Linked DNA regions of Ovis aries: all the other regions are linked to region 1. The links are chromatin contacts, called in public Hi-C maps. All regions are on one chromosome and are shown on one strand. The core of a region is the stretch at or near the end of the contact, and the rest is flanking DNA. Distances in the headings are between cores, read along the strand shown.

The links. Hi-C and Micro-C count contacts between places; a contact is called where the count stands out from the background.
Region 2: a contact with region 1 is called in a Hi-C map of liver, with 4 times the contacts expected there. The contact joins two enhancer-like sites. A contact is called at or near these places in 3 of 16 Hi-C or Micro-C datasets (liver, muscle and tail adipose tissue).
Region 3: a contact with region 1 is called in a Hi-C map of muscle, with 4 times the contacts expected there. The contact joins two enhancer-like sites. A contact is called at or near these places in 4 of 16 Hi-C or Micro-C datasets (liver, muscle, omental adipose tissue and 1 more).

The regions. Positions count from the first base shown.
Region 1 is chr9:32,355,741-32,358,982 of ARS-UI_Ramb_v3.0, reverse strand. The region is part of intron 5 of SPIDR (scaffold protein involved in DNA repair); the gene reads left to right. Among named protein-coding and RNA genes, the nearest start is that of SPIDR, 70 kb to the left of the region's middle. Within about 2 kb of position 1,687, at least 34 of the 54 cell types and tissues checked have an H3K27ac peak or open chromatin away from gene starts, as enhancers often do. A contact at or near this core is called in liver, muscle and tail adipose tissue, where this site is marked.
Region 2 is chr9:32,197,832-32,201,073 of ARS-UI_Ramb_v3.0, reverse strand. All of the region lies in intron 10 of SPIDR (scaffold protein involved in DNA repair), which reads left to right. LOC121820333 (a long non-coding RNA gene) reads left to right here. Exons shown (of 3, transcript XR_006060820.2): 3 at 1-3,242. Among named protein-coding and RNA genes, the nearest start is that of CEBPD, 59 kb to the right of the region's middle. Within about 2 kb of position 1,598, at least 33 of the 54 cell types and tissues checked have an H3K27ac peak or open chromatin away from gene starts, as enhancers often do. A contact at or near this core is called in liver, muscle and tail adipose tissue, where this site is marked.
Region 3 is chr9:32,216,520-32,219,761 of ARS-UI_Ramb_v3.0, reverse strand. The region is part of intron 10 of SPIDR (scaffold protein involved in DNA repair); the gene reads left to right. It overlaps LOC121820333 (a long non-coding RNA gene), which reads left to right. Exons shown (of 3, transcript XR_006060820.2): 2 at 1-3,242. Among named protein-coding and RNA genes, the nearest start is that of CEBPD, 78 kb to the right of the region's middle. Within about 2 kb of position 1,796, at least 25 of the 54 cell types and tissues checked have an H3K27ac peak or open chromatin away from gene starts, as enhancers often do. A contact at or near this core is called in liver, muscle and tail adipose tissue, where this site is marked.

The DNA.
Region 1 (3,242 bases), core at 438-2,937:
CTGAGGACTGCCCCATAGCCTAGAGGTTTACATCAGTGAACAGAATCCAAGTTGTCGGTGGGATGTCAGCCTTGCTGTTCTTTTATACTAATTGATAGCGTACCTGAGAACAGGGAATGTTTTCATGAGTTAAGGGTAGAGTGAGTAATATCAGTTGAGCTTGCATTGTTTTACTTTAAACAAAGGTATTATTTATAGTGTATCTTCATGGGTGAATGCACCCTGAGGAGTATGAGTAAAACATTTCTTTAACTAGATCTGTGAACTTTGTGTTCTTATGACTGCCTCTGAGGGGCCTGGGCTGGGTAGAGAACAGAACTACAGCGTTCAGGTGTTAACAGTTACAACCTTCAGTCCACAGTAGAATTGACTTTTTAATTATAACAAAGTTTTAAGCCTAGGCCTACTTCTAGGTGCAATATTGGTCCATGTATCCTTAGTTATCAATTGTTATCAAGATATTTAGATTAGTTTTAACATTCATCTGAGTAAATCATATTTGATTGAAAAAAGAAGCTTTTATCAGAAGGTAAACCATATGTATTTCCAGTTTTTTTTTCCTTTGACTTCCTATGCTAGTATTATTTACAACTTACTTTAAACATAATTTGAAATAATTATGAACAAATAATTATGTCATAGTTTTGAAAGAGTAAGGTTTAAAGTATATAAGAATAAATGTTCAAGATTTTTTAACATTTTACTATGTTGAGGAAAATCATTTGACTACGTAATTCTGTCTGTCAGAGTTGAAGACATGATAGGCTTTGATCTTAAGACATAATTTGTGCTGTTGTAAGACGAGAGACCTGTGAAAGTACTTAGTAAAAATTAAGGCTGGAAACTAAAGGGTGAACAAACATCTGTGCTTTCATCGCGGCCTTCTACCAGTGTAGACTGCCGAGTGTTTGTGGTTTGAGTCTTGTCTCTGTGAGTCCTGTAGGACTCCTGTGGTTTCCCTGGATTAGGAGCTGGTTGTGAACTGCTGCAGTTCATGAGGATGAACTCTCGTAACGTTACACGAAGGATGGCGCTTTCGGAGTAGGAGGAAAAGCAGATGACAAAAACTAAAGGAAAAGAGAAGTGTTTTTTTTCTGAAAGTATGTAGACTCCCTGCAGATTATGTGTTCTTCTCATTTGCATCTTACCTTTGTGGATGAGTTAACGTAACCTGTGTGGGAATGACATAACTTTCCTATCTCTTACTTATTCTGACTGGATCGCATGAGAGGACTGCACTGTGGCCCACATTTTTCTCCAGGGCTTTCTGCGGAAGTGAGTCAATACGTTGTTTCTGGCTTTACTTGCTGGCCCTCCCTCCCATGCCAGCGTTGGGTGCATTGGAATTTTCCAGGTATATCATTAGAGGAGGCAGCATAGAAAGGGCCGGAGCAGGATTCACAGTGCCTGGGGAAGTCCCAGGGATTGTTCCAGGAAGTACTGAAAGTGAGCCAAATGGAGTAGGGCTAAAAAAATGACCTGAATTAAAAATGGACAGAACACTGAAAAGCCTTCATCACATTTAACTATCTTTTATTATCATATTTAAAAACTGATTTAAAATGTAAGCTGAGATTTCTTTTTAGCGTGGATTTCAACACCTTTTTTTGTGCTTGTGCCAAGAACACAGTGTTCTGTTAAGTCATTCAGTGACGAAGACTGCTGGCTTGCTGCCAACCAGGGTCAAGTTCATTCAGATAAGCTCCAGTGTAGATACTAAACTGAGTGAGGAACATTCCTCTGTCTTGGCATGTTAGGTGGGTTTGGAGGATCAGTTGTTTTCGAAGATTGTTGTGCTAATGTCACATTCTTGTCTGTTTGTTGACTCTGCATCTGACTTAGTGAAATAGTGCTGCTCTCCTAACCATTCCAGACGAGTATCTAGCAGGCCCGGTATGAACTCTGCTCTGTCATGGGAACTGTTGCTTTACACCACTGAAGGGAACACACAGGATTCAAGAAGTGCTCTTTTCAGTCACATATGCAAATTGAAGCTGGAAAAGGTGGATTAGAAGGAAGAAGAATGCTATCAAGTACCCATCTTTAAGGATATTATTCATCCTTTCACTCATTGGAATGAATGGTTCTTTCTTAGTTCCTTGGTTTAATTTCTCAGTTACCATCTTTGTTTTCCAGTTGCAGAAATTCATTGACTCTGTTATATTAAAAATGCACTAAGTACACAGAAATCTTAATAACTAGAGCTATTTTGCCTGAAAATTACATTTAAACAGTTTTTTTTGGAAAGTATTTAATTTGTCAATGTGTGAGTGAGCAAACATATTTTGACTTGTAAGTGGCTTACTAGATCCTCAGAAGATTACTTTTTTCCTGTTCATTGTAATATTTAACCAAGGATATGGAGTTGGTGTTGCTACTGATAAAGTTTAAAGAACGCTTGGGTTACTTACTGTCTGCTGGAATATGCGGTTTGGGGGCCAGTGTCCGGTGATGACCCTCTTTCTGTGACTGGTCACGGTGTCGCATAATGGTTCTCTTTCTGTGACTGATCACCGTCTTACTCATTAATGCCTGTCTGGACTCGAGCAGGATGCCTTGTCCTCATCGGCTCACTGGGTACCAACAGTCGGCCAGTTAATGGATACCAGTCACATCACGGGTCAGACGTGTGATGATGGAGCATTTAGGTCTGGGATCATACTTTATATCATAAAAAATAATCCCATGAAGCAAATAAATCATAAACATATGCCTTTACAGACTTATTTAAAAGCAAACATGTTATCAAAAGCTGTAACATAAGTATTTGTTTAGCTCATTTTTCTGCATGGGTTACTTTGGGCTTCTAGAAAGCTTGAGCAGAAGAAACTTCTTCCATCAAATCTTCATGTAGCAAGCATACTAATTTACCACCCTTCCAAGGACCTTTGAACAGTATAAAATATTGTTAATGCAGATGGAATATGCATGAATTTCTCAGAAAGCCTTAGAATGTTAAGTGCTGGAAGGAATATAGCATTTCCTCCCTTCCTCAAGAGGCACTTTGTAGTGTTAGCAGAGAGTTAGGGTTGGGCATTATATCGCCATAGCACTCCTTTTGCTTCCGTTGTGCCCTTTGTCGTAGCTCCCAGCAAACACTGCCTTTCTCCCCAGCTAGACTGAAGTTTCTTGAGGTCCAGGGTCTACCTGAGTGAGGGAATGAATGAATGAGTGAAACAGAGGCAAGACATGCAGATGGACAGTGGCAGGGACTTTGTAAAAACACTACTGGCAAGACTCAT
Region 2 (3,242 bases), core at 349-2,848, 160 kb after region 1:
ATTTAGCACCTGGGTATTAGCTTTTAAATATCTGAAAGAAACCAGGGCTTCTTGGTGAAATGGGTGATTCCAGGGTGGGATGGGAAAAAATAGGATATGCGTCTTGAGCATTTTATGTGGAAAAGAAGGAATGTTCTCAGAGAATGGTGGAGACATATCGGGAGGACACAGGAGCCAGCTTGAAAAAAGCCTACAACCAGCCGATTCTGGGATAAGTTGAGCATCAAAATGATAGTTTGGGGTACAATCCATTGAGAATTCATGAATCCACAGTTTTTAAAAGTTAATGATTCAAAAATTCGACAAGGACTAGGATAGTTACATAGCCTGACAGTATTTGCCACACAGTTTTTTTTTTAATTTCAGAAGGAAAAAGTAACTTACAGTTGAGAAACCTGATAGACATCACCTCAATTAAGTAATAAAACTGATCATCGTCGCAAATGGTCCCTACTGAAATAGCACGCCAGCTGTTAGCACGCGGCAGCAATACATGAGCTGGATCTCATCGTGAGAAAATATCAGAGAAAGCTAAAGTGAGAGTTTGTGTACCACAAAACTGCGTCCTTGGAGAATGTCAAGGTCATGAAAGTCAAGGAGGACTAGGATCCGCCAGCAGCACACAGCTCCGCGTTGTCTTCTGGTGCAGAGTGCGGGACAGACAGGGTAGGGAAGCACAGTGTGTGTGCGCGTGAGGGCGAACAGCTTTCCTTTCCTCGCTTCTGCGGTCGTCAGCGGTGATTTTCACAGGAGAAGGTCCTTGTTTATAGGGATGACCCTCATTTGAGAGTGACTGGGCGGTAAGTGAGAGAAACAAGATGACAAGTGCCGCCAGGGCTACTCAACTGATTTTGAGCAAAAACTTTCTTAGCTAAGATCTGTCCTTCCTTCATTTGTCTTGTTCTATTTACAACTTTACTTTGACACTAGTGATTCAGGGTGCGGGGTGGGGAGGGAGAGGAGGGAATGCTTTGTACTGTATTTAGAAGTTTTAGAAAATTCGAAATTCTGAGACCTGTAGTTTCTCGAAGACGACAGAAAAGAGGGCTGCAGGGCACCTGCTGGGAGGAGAGCATTGCGCTTACAGGGACTCGCCATGCTGGTCTGCACACAGAGCGGGCCTGTGGAGACGGAGCAGGGCGGGGGCTGCTCACCGTGCTGGGGTGGGCAACCAGCTGGGAGAGCTGGGGCTGGGAGCCGGGGCTGGCCACTGTCCTGCCCCGAGGTGAAGTCATACCTGAGGACCTTCCTTCTCTCTACAGTCGAGTCGTCTTCTGAAAGTGATCCCTCATCTGCTCTCTTGAGTATGATAAACTGAGTATGGTTTAGTCTTTGAAGTTGAAATTATGTCATTATCAAATATCCTAAAACAATTTACTATTGCTTAGTGGTAGTGTCCCTAGAACAGGTGTTCTTAGGATTACTGAAGAACTTACAAAATCAATATTGATGTTTAAAAAAGAAGACAGCCTTACATGCATGCCTCTTGCTGAGGTGGTTTGTGTTTTGTTTGGTAAGGTCAGAGCAGGTAGAACGTGTACCTCTGCTTCGCAAACACCGGTGATTTACACGCTGCTCATTGGACAGGACCGGTTTCCAGGCCGGTTAGTCAGCTTCCAGTGTGAAACCCTGACTCAGAAGCCGGTCGTCTGGGATGAGTCACCCTGCTCCTGCTGCGTCACGAGGTCCAGCGCAGCCTGGTTGCTCTCAACTGGCGCCCTTCCTGGAACCACAGACCCTGAGGATATTCAGGACTCTTCTCTCCCAAAGCTGCATGTAAGAGTGCTCCCCACGATGCTCAAGAAGGTCAGAGCTGTCGCATTCAGTGCAGCTTTAGTGTGTCAGGGCTTCAGGTTTCACAGAGAACTCTGGACGAGAGAGGCAGTGAGGACTCTGGGTTTGGCCGCCAAGCCACGTGGTGATCCAGGGAGCATCATGGAATGTGTGACCTCCCTCGGCACTACAGAAACACTCAATGCCTTCTTCCTCGTTTGCACTCAGGCACAGGCCCCCGGACTTTCAGGTTCAGCAGTGAGAGGCCATGGAAAGGTGGGAATACCACATGACCCTCGTTTGAGAGTGACTGGGGGATGAATGAGGGAAAACAAGACCACAGCCCCCAGTGCTGCTCAGTGGATTTGGCATATTTTGAGTAAAAACTTTCTTAACTAAGATCCCTTCTTCCCTTCATCTGTCTTACTCTGATTTAGAACTTCACTAGGACACTAATACTCCTACCCGTTATAGCAGTGAAAAGGTCTCGGCTTGTGAACTAGCTGTATAGAGCATTTTAATACTGATTCTCGTCCACAAGTGTTGAAGCTACTTCTTACACCTTCTGTCCCTACAAGCCTGAATAAATGCCTGTCAGTTAATTCAGCTTGGTGGATCAAACACATATCAATCATCTGTAATACACAGCTAAGGGCTTCGATGGGTACGTGGGGAATACAAAGTATGTTCCCATCCCCCAGAAACTTGCAGTCAAAAAGGAGAGAGGAAAGATCTACTCAGGTTTTTGGGGAGAATGTTATAAAAGCTAAAAGACAAAAATAAATCATTTTGCATACAAGGAAAAAGGAAGAATTGGGAACTTACATGGTTGTCCAGTTGCTAGGACTCCATGCTCTCAATACAGGGGGCCTGGGTTCAATCCCTGGTCAATAAATGGTATCCCGCATGCCATAACTAAATATCCTGCATGCCACAACTGAGACCTGGTGCTGCCAAATGAATAAAATACTAAAGAAAGGAAAAAAGAAAATTGTTTACACTATAGAATGAGAAAAATCAAGAAAGAAGTGGAATGAGTTTGTCTTTGAAAAATGGGCATCTTTAGACAGGTATGGTGGTGGGAACATGAAGTTTGTTTAGAGGAACTAATGGGAGCCCAGTGGAAACAGTGTCAGACTTTATTTTGGGGGGCTCCAGAAACACTGCAGATGGTGATTGCAGCCATGAAATTGAAAGACGCTTACTCCTTGGAAGGAAAGTTATGACCAACCTAGATAGCATATTCAAAAGCAGAGATATTATTGATATGTTGCCAACAAAGGTCCGTCTAGTCAAGGCTATGGTTTTTCCAGTGGTCATGTATGGATGTGAGAGTTGGACTGTGAAGAAAGCTGAGCGCCGAAGAATTGATGCTTTTGAACTGTAGTATTGGAAAGGACTCTTGCGAGTCCCTTGGACTACAAGGAAATCCAACCAGTCCATCCTAAAGGAGATCAGTCTTGGGTGTT
Region 3 (3,242 bases), core at 547-3,046, 140 kb after region 1:
GGCTGTGTGCTTAAAGTAGGCAGCACCATGCATGGTTCACAGGGCAACTGAGCATCTGCAGAGTGTGCGAGTCCTCAGAGGACTCCTTGAGGCTTCAGTGGGCCTTCCTGTCACAAGTCCTAACATGGAGAGTGCCAGGTGACAGAGTTACACACTTTTATATCTGTGATTTGTGTTTGAATCAGAATTCCTCCCATGTGTCATTTCTAGTTGATTGGTTCAGCTGGGTTTTTTAAATTAGTAAGCTATCTTCCTTTTATCTTCTACAGCTGAGATATATCTATCCATGACGTCTTTTCTTATCATCCAGTTCAACTAAAACAATTTAATTGCTTTATTTAGTCTTGAAGGAAACCTAAACTGAATTTATTTGAAATCTGAATCACTTGAATTACTGGCTTTTCCCTTTGGGTGCATACATTAACACAAACTGTAATAGAATACCACCAAGGATGATAGGCTGTGCATTGAACATTTCTGAAGTTTAACAGGTGTTAATTTCTCTTTATGAAGCTATATTTTTTCATAATTTAATTTTGTGAATATAAACTCTCAAAACACACTAGTACTTATTATGCAAAAAGAATATAAGTAAATGTGTTGCCTTTTTATAATTACTTGAGAAGCAATTTATTTACTCTACATGAGATATAATTTTTTAAAATACATGAAAGCTGGCTTAAAATCCAACATTCAAAATACTAAGATCATGGTATCCAGTCCCATCACTTCATGGCAAATAGTTGGAGGAAAAATGAAAACAGTGACAGATTTTATTTTCTTGGACTCCGAAATCACTGTGGATGGTGACTGCAACCACAAAATTAAGACTGTTGCTCCTTGGAAGAAAAGCTATGACCAACCTAGACAGCAGAGACATCACTTTGCCAACAAAGGTCCATAGAGTCACAGCTATGGTTTTTCCAGTAGACATGTATGGATATGAGAGTTGGACCATAAAGCAGCCTGAGTGCTGAAGAATTGATGCTTTCAAACTGGTGTTAGAGAAGACTCTTGAGAGTCCCTTGGACAGCAAGATCAAACCAGTCAAGCCTACAGAAAGTCAACCCTGAATATTCATTGAAAGGACTGATTCTGAAGCTGAAAGAAACTCCAATACTTTGGCCCTGATGCGAAGAGCCGACTCACTGGAAAAGACCTTGATGCTGGGAAAGACTGAGGCCAGAAAGAGAAGGGAGCAACAGAGGATGAGATGGTTAGTCGCTCAGTAGTGTCCGACTTTGCGACCCAGAGGTCTGTGGTTGCCAGGCTCCTCTGTCCATGGAATTCTCCAGGCAAGAATACTGGAGTGGGCTGCCATGTCCTTTTCCAGGGGATCTCCCCAACCCAGGGATCAAACAATTGTCTCTTATATCTCCTGCATTGGTAGACAGGTTCTTTACCAGCTGAGTCATGAGGCTCAGAATATCTGATAAGGTATTAATTTATCCCAGATTTAATGATCAGTTTTTCACAATGTAAACCTAAGTACTCAAAGTGTGTATGTGTGCTTAAAAAATTGCTCAGAGTACTCTAGCTCTGCTTTTGAAAGTTTTCTCCGCCCCCCTGTATGTTATAGAACTAAATCTGGGATCAGGTAGAATGTTGGCCCCATGTGCTAATGGATCTTGTGTTTCCTCCCCTCCCCATCTCTGCTCAGTGGTTCCTGCACACACTGTTCAGTAAACAACTGAGAGAACCAAGCTCAGCCACTTCATTCACAGAGTGTTTGGAAAGGGCTGAGCAGCCTTGACACACTGGCTCAAGTGGGGTGAGAGGCAGTGTTCATGTTTTCGTTTGTTCTTTTTATAGCATCCAGTCAGCTGTAGCTGGTTAACTGAAGCTGGGGCTGCTATTAGTGCACAGGTCTCTTACGCAGGATAAAGGGCCTCTGGTGGAAAGAGGTTTTGTTACTCATGATGCCGCGACCGTGTTTACATGAGCTCACCCTGTCGTCTGTCATGGGATGTGATTTAGAGAGGTTCCATGAAAACACAGGAAGTCCCTGGGAGCTGTTCAAATCACCCTTGAAAACAGAAAATATAGATAGCTCTCCTGTGAAGCCAGCTGTCCTTCATAGATCATGCTCTCTGGGCTGACGCCTGCAAGGAGAGCGTGGACATTTCCCATTGGTGTTAGAGAAACTGGGTGGAGAGAGTGGTTTTCCCTCTTCCCACAGCAAGGAATCATCATCTTATTGGGGGAGAGAGTTTTTTACCCAGCCATTTCTGGATAAGTTAAACACAGCTGTTTGTATCGCTGTAGCTTTTCATGGGCCGAACTCTGACTGAAGGTAGAGTTTCACTTGTTAGAGATCATTAATAGCTAGATGGAAATAGATATGGGCTGAATTCATCCTGCCACCTCTCTTTGTAAATAAAGTTTTATTGGGACCAGCCTATCTGTTCTGTTCTCTGGCATTCTTGTCCAGAGGTGCTTTCACACCTCAAAGGCTGAGGTGAATAATGGCAAGAGCCTGAAATACCATCCTCGCTGACTTTGCTCCACAAGTGAGAACACAGCGAAGCCCCACTGTAAGCAGGCTCCTCACCTCTGCTACCTCATTTAATCCCCTGAACAACTCAGTGAGGCGAATGGCAGTCCAGCCCCTGGCACCACCCTGACAATGGTGGTGGTGGTTTCATTCACTAAGTCATGTCCGACTCTTGCGACCCCGTGGACTGCAGCCTGCCAGGCTCCTTTGTCCATGGGATTCTCCAGGCAAGAATACTGGAGTAGGTTGCCATTTCCTTCTCTAGGGGATCTTCCCAACCCAGGGATCGAACCTAGGTCTCCTGCATTGCAGGCAGATTCTTTACCAACTGAGCTACAGGGGAAGCCCCACCCTGACCAGTATAGCTACCAGGTCTCTGACCCTGTCAGAATCTGCTCTGGGCAAGAGAGGCACATGAGGAGGAACCAGGGATAAGTCTGGATTGTGAGAGGGGCCTGCATCTCCTCCAGCAGCTGCTGCCACTGTCAGAGGAAAACCCTCAGCCCCCGTGTTTTCAAGACGTCATCATTTCACATGCCGAAGAAGCTCACTTCTGCTGATAAATCAGGTTTGAAAGAACGTACTTTCTCGCCTCTAGTGAGACCGATCCATCAAGGAGCTGAGCCCCACAGATTTTTGGCAACTTCGGAATGCTAGCTAAATTGGCTTATCCTTTAATCCCCCAAAACAAGCAGCAGAAGAATTCAATGCTGCTGCTGCTAAGTTGCTTCCGTCATGTCTGACTCAG